2 separate regions of the Mus musculus genome follow, and region 2 is linked to region 1. A link is a contact called in public HiChIP or PLAC-seq data. All regions are on one chromosome and are shown on one strand. Each heading gives the region's core, a stretch centred on a gene start, on an enhancer-like site or on the middle of the called end of the contact. The rest is flanking DNA. Distances are from core to core; before and after follow the strand shown.

Evidence for each region. HiChIP or PLAC-seq counts read pairs in DNA pulled down with a chosen protein or histone mark.
Region 2: a contact with region 1 is called in an H3K27ac HiChIP or PLAC-seq map of SST interneurons, with 17 times the contacts expected there. The contact joins two enhancer-like sites. A contact is called at or near these places in 16 of 484 Hi-C or Micro-C datasets (cerebellar granule neurons, cerebellum, cerebral cortex and 7 more) and 1 of 115 datasets of contacts at active chromatin or transcription factors (SST interneurons).

The regions. Positions count from the first base shown.
Region 1 is chr5:127,594,972-127,599,507 of GRCm38.p6, forward strand. It overlaps Slc15a4 (solute carrier family 15, member 4), which reads right to left. Exons shown (of 8, transcript NM_133895.1): 8 at 695-1,801. The coding sequence ends at 1,653. Among named protein-coding and RNA genes, the nearest start is that of Slc15a4, 20 kb to the right of the region's middle. Within about 2 kb of position 1,785, at least 36 of the 459 cell types and tissues checked have an H3K27ac peak or open chromatin away from gene starts, as enhancers often do. A contact at or near this core is called in SST interneurons, where this site is marked.
Region 2 is chr5:128,497,337-128,501,872 of GRCm38.p6, forward strand. No RefSeq gene overlaps it. Among named protein-coding and RNA genes, the nearest start is that of Gm33738, 56 kb to the left of the region's middle. Within about 2 kb of position 1,920, at least 3 of the 459 cell types and tissues checked have an H3K27ac peak or open chromatin away from gene starts, as enhancers often do. A contact at or near this core is called in SST interneurons, where this site is marked.

The DNA.
Region 1 (4,536 bases), core at 535-3,034:
GCTCTCGCCACACTCAGCCCCAGGACCTTCGAGACAGTTCCCACAGGTCCTTTTCATCACACCAGAGTCTCTTGCCCAGCTGCCATTCTTGTCTCACTTAGGGTGCTCCCTGGGCTATCAAAGCAGAAATGCCTATGACCAGCACACACCCTGTGTGTCCACAGCACACTAAGGGGTGGCAGAGGTCCTTCTCTCATGCAAATACAGAAATTCCTGTGAAGAAAACCTACTTTTAGAATATGTTTTACTTGGGGTGGAAGGTTGCACATCATAATGGTGTAATGTAGAGGTCAGGACAACTGGTTCCTTCCCTCCATGTCTGCCAGCCTCAGGCTTGGGGACAGGCACCTTTACCTGCTAGGCCTTCTCACCAACCCAGGAAAGTCTACGTCGTGACAGCAGATTAATGACTTCAGCATCCAGCTTCTTCTTTAAGATATGGGCAAACCTCTGCAGAACTATCCCCCCCAACCCGCCCCAAAGCCAAGAACAAGGGGCACAGTGGATGGTTTTTATCCTGAAGCTTCTTTCTTCCTGGTGTGTGAGAGAGGCAGAGTCAGGTTTCTGGCAGAAGTGGACTTGAACACTGTGGCTCTAACACTGGGCCAAAGGAATACAAGGCTGAGCAGGCAGCAGCTGTAGGGGATGCTGAACTGATGCAGAGTATGGAGAAACCATCAGGAAGCTCTTGGTGTCAGTCTGAGAAGCTTTTATAAAATTATACAAAACACAGCAACACACACAACAGTTCAGTTGACAAACTCAGAACCCCAGATGTCAGTAACGGTACAAAGCTGGGCCAATAGCCCAGCAGCTCCCATGTTTTCCCCACTCACCACCTGCCTCCATCCTTACTGCTACACAAAGTCAAGTTCTCAGAAAAGATCTGCGTGGTGTAACTGCCAATCTCCTGCCAGCTGCTGTCTGGTTTCAGTGAGGACATGGTGTCCTCAATCACCACGGACACATGTGCTTAAAGCAGATCAGTTGTTCATGACCTAAGTCCTGCTGACCATAGTGACAGACATCTGAGATCTCAGCACTTGAGAAGCAGACATGAGGCAGCCCCAAGTTTGAGGCCAGCCTAGTCTAATAAAAACTTCTTTATCTCAGTCAACAAAACCTACTTTCTGAGCAGATGAGCCTACATGACTGACCCACAAAGGCCTTGGCATCAGCCAGGCCTGTGACAAGAGTCCATGATGGAGTAGACACAGCTCCTAGGGCTCTCTTGACATCAACCACACTTTCACCTCTAAAGAGAATCCTCCTATGCCTTGATGGAAGTGCTTGCTAATCGTAAAGGAGATGCTATGAGGAAGTAACAATATTTGTAAGGAATAAGGATGGCAGCAGCAGAACGGTGGCTGCCCAGGAGAGCATGGCTGGCTCAGGACTGGCAGAGACCTTCAGTGAGAGAAGCCACATCCTCATCTCCTGGCAGGCCCAGTGCACATGAGACGGGCCATAGTAAGGCACTCACCACCATCATCCGGGCATAGGGAGGGAGAAGCCAGTCCAGACAACATGCAAGTTCAGAAGTTGGGACACCAACAATCTAGCCTCAGTCTGCTTGCTGGCAGTGCCCTGGTAGTTAGCAAGCCCTGAGGCCTTAGAGTCTGCAGAACCTGTGAGCATGCTGGCTGGCTGCATCAGGTCCTCGTGCTGGCTGGCCCCCCATCTGTCCTGGCTCGCTGGCGGTCGTACTTCACAGACACAATGAGGAAGAGCAGCAGCGTAGCTCCCTGGATGGCGGCCAGCAGGAAGAAGTAGTAATGCAGGTGGCAGCTGTTGATGTTCCCTAGGAGCGAGCAGACACCTCCTGGTGAGCACTCCACAGACAGGGCACCTTCTCACTGGCTCTTGGCCACCTGAGAGGGCAATGGGCACTAGCCACCGGCCTCTCCCATCCTTGGTGGGAGGAAGGTGAGAAGGCAGGTGTCCCAGCCCTAGCTCTGACTCGGAGGAAGGCTTGTGAGGCTGGGTGTCACCTCAGGCCTCTCAGCGATGCTCCTGACTTGCATTTTCTCCTCCACACAGACATGAGAGAAGCTTCCTGTGCTGCTTCCTGCCTCTCTCTGAGGCGCTCTCCTATCACTGCCTACACTTAGCACTGAGTGACACTTCTGAGGATGAATAAAGCCCACACCACATTCCTCTCAGCAATGCTGCAGGGGACTGACTGTATCTAGCACGGTCCCCAATTTGTGGGCCTTCCCACATGACAGGTAGCATGAGGAGATATCGTCCCACCAAAGCGGTGATTCTCAGCCTTCCTAATGCTGCAACCCCAACTATAAAATCATTTTCATTGCTATTTCATAACTATAATTTTGCTGTTATGGATCATAATGTAAATCTCTGACATGTGACCCTAAAGGTCACCCCACAGGTTGAGAACTACTGCTCTAGAGTAAGCTAGATGCTTTTCCTTAGCATCTTTCGAGTTTTGCATATCTATATAGGCAGCCCTCCCTGTTATAATGCACACACCTTGGTCTCACCATAAAAGTAGTGTCACAGCTTTTATAGCACCCAAACTCCAGAGGAAGGAGGCAGGTGCAGGTCAGGGCCATAGACTGTGGAGCTCCCACAGCCAGGTCGCAAGGTTGGAGCCTGTGGTCTCCACTGTGACTCTGCGCCTGTGAGGACTTGGGCCTGTGTAAAGCAGCTTTAGCTGTAATGCTGCCCACCTCACACTATCACTTCTGTAAACCACCGCTCCAGGACTACTACAAAGATCCAGGACCAACATACATGCCGGTGGCAGGATGACAGCTGGGCACAGCATGAAAGGAGCACTGAGGGTGCCTCCTGTCCCCATAATGAGTCTCCACAGGTCTCATTCATAGCTCTCAGGGGCTGCCGAGGAGCACGTCAGCTATACTCCAGGTGACTCATCATACAAAAGGGAACTGGCGCACAGCTCATGCTGTGGCTGGAGGTTGTTGCACTTTCTGACACTTCAAAAGCATGTTCCAGTCTCTACTGAGAAGGTAAGACTTGTTCCTCCTAATGTCCTTTTATGCTGGGTTATTTTAAACACCCTTTACTACCTGAGCAGATGCTCTGAGTATCAAATGTCTATCAAGCAACACGGGCAAGCACAACACAGGGTCCCAACAAGCACAGACACATGATCCACAGAGAAGGACAAAACCTCTAAGTCTGCCCCAAAGGGGAAGAGTCCTGTTATCCTGAACCTCACAGACAAAAGACTGATTCAGTCAGGAAATGGAAAACAGCTTTGCCCTTGCTCTGTCCTGCTCCCTCGTGGTCAGTGACACAGCCATCTTCCAGAACCTGTCTGCAACTGTGAAAAGGTACCAGTGGTATAATCTTATGTGCAGTGGTGAAGCTGGCAAGACAAGTGGACTGTGTAGTTATGTACATACCACTGGCCCCCAGAGAAGAAAGCACACTACAGCTTACCAGGTCTAGCCTCATTTGGGAATATGCAAAAAATTCAAATATGTATCCACCACCCAAGAAACACTGAAATATAATTCTGTGGGGGAATGACACTCCAGATCAACAGGGAGCCTCTCAGAAGAAATGAGAGTCCCATGGTGACTCTATAAGAACAGAATGTGTCCTGGCCAGGGCAGGGTGCTCAAAGAGAGGAGATAGGACAGGATTCTGCACTGACCTGTACTAGCAGCATGGAGACTGAGGGCTTAGACAGCACTGGGCTGCAGGAGTGTTATTCCCACATAGGGAACAGTGGCAAGTGTTGGAAGGGGCTAGGGTACAAGAAAGTGTGCAATGGAGGCCTAGGGAGCCCTGAAACCTCACGAGGAACCCCTAGCCCACCAGGGACACCACATAAGCGCTGGTCACTTCCTCGTCTGCAAGGATGCTGACATGGAATGGGGAGGGAAGGGTGCTGTGCACCTGGTGGGAAGAAGGGGTGCTGGCCTGGAGCTCCTGTTCCTTCTAAAGAGACCAGGTTACACCAGGGCCTTTGCACAGCACTGACCCCAGTCCCTAACAAAAAGTGAGAAGCTGCTGGGCACTGCAAAGCACTACCTTAAACACACACTGGCTATACAGCAATCAAAGGAACTCTGCAGAGGCTTAGGTACAGCCTATCAGAAACAGCTGGGAACAAGAAGACACTAAATTATACCTGGTGGTGGTGGCGGCGGTGGCTCATGCCTTTTATCCCAGCACTTGGGAGGCAGACCTTTGTGAGATCAAGGCCAGCCTGGTCTATAGAATGAGCTCCAGGACAGCAAAAGCTATAGAGAGAGAAAAACCCCGTCTTTGATCTCCCTGAAAAACTCTAAGACTAAATTAGTAAATTGAGGTAGGGAGCAGACTGAGAGTGGGAATAAGCAAAAGCAGCCAACTCTGCACACACAGAACGTGTGTAGAGCCTAAGCCAGTGAGGTCACTCACACCTACAATCCCAGAACTAGCGCACTCACATGTGAGGTGGTAAGGGTTGATGTAGTGTCCTCTAGGTGAGCTAGAGTCCTCATGAGGTTGCAATCTCTTCTGACAACTTTCTCCTAAGTAGGAATGGCACTCCTG
Region 2 (4,536 bases), core at 670-3,169, 900 kb after region 1:
GGTGTCACCAAAGGAAGCTCAATACATTCTACAAGGAAGAAGACACAGTTGAGCCAAATGCTACCAGGGTGTACGGTATGCAGGCTTAGATTTTTCAAAACATACTTTAACAAGGGCTTTTTAATGCTTTAACCTCCTGTCTAGCACACCACCCACCAGAAGTTGTGGAAGGGAAAGGTTAAAAGGAAGGATGTGGACCTGTTTAGAAACAGTTCTTTGGGGGGGGGGGGGGGGCAACTCCAATCTTTGTTGTCAGGATATTATCAGCAGTTCAGTTCACGCGAATCAGCAGCGATAGCTTGATCCACTTGCAAACACCATTCACAAATCAGCAACAAGCAGTTCAATCCAGAAGAAACCGCAAGGCTCTGCCAATCGGGCCCGAGTCTGCATAGAAGTGGCAAGAAGCCACCACACTTTCACAAGAAGTTCTTTGGTACGTTTCGCTCTACAGAGTCAGCAGAGAGTGGCAGCGTGAACCAATGCCTGAGTCGTCCATTTTGTTGGGTTATATTTATATCCTTTCCAAACACCACGTGTCCTCTCAAGCATCCACTGTAACATAACATCACATGCCCTATTTCCAGGCAGCTTCCAGGAAAACACCACATTCCCGTTCTCAGCAAAACATCCTCACCCACATGTCTGCTTCAGCTAAGCATCCCCTCATAAGGCAGTATCCAGAAAAATATCACACGACACAACTGAGACTCCAAAGAAACCAGAAGTTTCCACTTCAACGGTGTCTCGTTAGGTGGTGACTCTGCCTCAAAGGTTTCATGTCGCTGACCACACACGAGGACCTTTTCCTTAAATGAACCATGAAGGAACTGGCCTATGGCTGCTATGGAAATATCTGTGGAGATTGCACATTTCACTGTTCGAGACCAGTCCAGACCACCCTGAGATCCGGCTGCTAACACCCCTGATCTTTCCTGAAGATGGTGCTAACCAATTTATAGATCAATGCCATCTGGACCATAATCAGCATCCTTACTGGGGGCCACTCAGAAGTGGAAACCCCACAGTCCCAAGCAACATTTCTAGCGGTGCCAGATGCAGAAAGTGCACTCAGCATTCATGAACCCAACCCTGCAACCAACAGAGTCCCCTCTGCTCCACGTTCCCAAGCCCAGCATGAGAGTTTTGGAGATAGGGCTGCAAAGTTCCTTCTGAGAGCTGCTCAGCCCCAGTGATTACTAAGCCCTGGCTATGGATCACTCTACTGAGTTCTCCAGTGAGTACGGGGTCGTATGGTGCCCAGGAGTTACACCCCTACCCCCACACTTCCATTTCCATTCTCACCACCACCATCCCCATGCTGACACTGGCTGTCTCTGTATAATTACCAGGAATGTTCCTAGGTCCCTCAGTGGTGTTTGTGTTTCTTATTGTCATGACCATGAACAACTATAACTCCTGGGTACCCTGTGGGAATCATGCCCCTGAGCTGTCCTTGGTCCCAGACAGGAGCACAGAGCTGAGAAAGGATTTATCACTGGCCTGGAACTAGTCAAGTAGACTAGGTTGGGTGGCCAGAGAGTCCCAGGCATTCTCCTGGCTTTGAATGCCCAACAGTGGCATTATAAGTACATATTACTGTACCTGGTGTTCTTTTGATTTTTTTTTTTTTAAACTAAGATTCTAGGGAAATCAAACTCAGGTCCCTGTGTTTACAAGGTGTGCACGTTAAAAACTAGGTCATTCCCCAGCCCCGACATGGTTCTATCTTTTGAAAAACCTCCCTGGACGACAGCCAACAGAGGGTATTGGCTAGGAAGATCAGTGCAGGACTGGAGAGATGGCTCAGAGGCTAAGAACACTGGCTGCTCTTCCATAGAATCAACTCCCACACAGCTCACTGTGTATAATCTCCAGTTCCAATGGATCTGGCGCCTTCTCCTGGCCTCCGCTAGTACTGCATGCACATGGTGAGCACGCAGACAACTGTACACAGGAAAGTAGTAGTGGTGGTGGTGGTAGTAGTAGTAGTAGTAGCAGCAGCAGCAAGAACAATAATAATTAATAATTAACATGATGTGGGTGCTGTTGAACTCAGCCCATATTTTCTAGAGCAGTCAGACCAGGACCTGAAACTCAGTGCATGACCACACATACAATGTGTGGTCAATCAGGCACCCCATCCGGAATGGCACATACAAGGGAAACCTCGTCCTGTGCAACCCCTCATGCCTCACAGGGACCCCGGGACCCACTCTGCCTCAGAGGCCCACTGAAGAACAACACCCCCCCCCCCATACTCACTAGACTGTGAAGTCTGGCCACAGGACCCAACATCTGGCTGGGGGAGAAGCCCATGGAGCAGAGCCCCAGGCAGAGAGCTGCGGTATGAAACGCCGGCCCTCAGCTCCCTCCCCCTGTGCACAAGGTTCCCACAACTTGGCAGCACTTGCCATCCGCAGGCAGCCCAATCAGGGCCCTTTCTTAGGGAAGAATGCTTCGTTTTCTCCCTTGTGGTGAAGGGGAGAGTGTCTTCCGTAGCCTCCCTCACAACCAAGCACCTCATCAGAGTCTAACTTCCCGCATCTGCGTGTGATAAATAGGGCTTCGCAGAAAAGGGCTACGAAACAGTTATCTGCCTCTCCCTCCCACCCCCATCCCAAAAACTCAGAGCCAGCCAGCAACTCCCCAACCAAATGGAAGAGGGAGCAGGAAGCTGCTGTGTGGATCATGGGGATCTCGTGCTGGGACTGGATCCCACCAGGCTCTGTGGAAGGGAGCAAATGTGATGGGGGTGGCGTGTGGAGGGGAAGTGGGGAGAGAGAGAGCTGATGTTTGGCCTTAGGCACCATTAGAAAAGACTAGAATACCTCTGTAGGTATCTCTCCACTCCACAGCAGCCAAGGCTACACTCCGTGAACCTCCACCCCGACCCCTATCCACTCCATCCCCACCCCCGGCGGGAGGGGGAAATGTTACATCATTGCTCTAATTTTTCTTTTCTCCTGTTGCTGAGATAAAACGCCCAGACAAAAGTGAAAGATCTGTTTTAGCCCCTATGGTCGGCCATAGCAGGAAATCAAAGCACCTGGCGTTTGAAGCACCCGCAGACACCCGGCACCCACAGACAGGAAGCAGAGAGGAATGGACGCTCCTGTTCAGCTGGCTTCCTCCTCCTCCTCCAGTCCAAACATCTCCTACCCACAGAATAATCCCACCCACCATAGTTACTGTGGTTCTTTCTAGACAATATCATACTGAGTGGTGCAACTAACCCAGAGCACGAACTCTCTTCTCTGTAGATCCTAGCTCCAAATTTTTAGATGAACTCTCTCGCCTTTCATCTGAGACGTTACTTTCTGCAGCAGATGGAGACCATCCCAGAAATGTACAACTGGTCAAAATATTGGGGGGGGGGGCAAGTGATGAAAGTTGGAGATGCCCAACCCTGACTGATACATCTACAACACAATCCCTACACCTAAGACTAAGAAAGAATCAAGGGGGGCTGGTGAGATGGCTCAGTGGGTAAGAGCACCCGACTGCTCTTCCGAAGGTCCAGAGTTCAAATCTCAGCAACCACATGGTGGCTCACAACCATCTGTAACAAGATCTGACTCCCTCTTCTGGTGTGTCTGAAGACAGCTACGGTGTACTTACATATAATAATAAATAAATCTTTAAAAAAAAAGAAAGAAAGAAAGAAAGAAAGAAAGAAAGAAAGAAAGAACGAACCAAGGAAGGGGTGCGGAAATACCGTAAGGGCTAAAGGATCCGAATATCTGCTGTAATATAATGCCTCTTAGATATGAAGAAGCTGCGCCCATGGGGTCCCAACAACACAGTCGCCTAAATAAAGCCTACGCAATGGTGCCACGAAGAGGGCATGCCAGTGTGAGTGGACCCAACTCCTGGATGAAGAACTAGGCAATCCATAGCTGCTGAGAGAGGAAGAGTCCATTCTCTCCAGGGACAAGCTTCCTGATAGACTCTCCATTCCCGAGTGGTCAATCCTAAACTCATGTACATGTAGGCAAACAACACTGAATGGACTCAGCAGATTATATTCATACACTCAAGCGTTTACAAAGAAGCAAAGATGGTTCATTCCACACCAATTGACCTTCCGTAGATCATCCTGACAAGATGCCCCTAGGACCACTTTCTTCCCAGGTGATTCTCTGTATCATCAAGTTGACGGCTGCCATCAACCATCACTCTTATGAAAGAGGAAACAGTGTGCTTTCTTGCTTAGTGTGTCTGATCTTTTACCCCAACAACACTTAAAGAATATCAAACAAGACATGTCATTTGATGGTCTCATTTCAAACCTCCTCCAGCTGGCTAGAGTGGTTTTGTTGAAAGCAAACATGACCTTGGACTCAAAGCTCAGGGTCTTCAAGCACCAGAGTTACAAAAGGGAACATAGTAACTCTGCATGCCTCAGGGTTTCCATGGAGACAGATAAGACTCCTCTGGATATGGGTATACCGAGAGGGAGAGACAGGACCTGATGCTCAGAGGACAAACAGATGTAGGTAAATCGCTACTAGATTGTAGGTAGACAGGCACAGC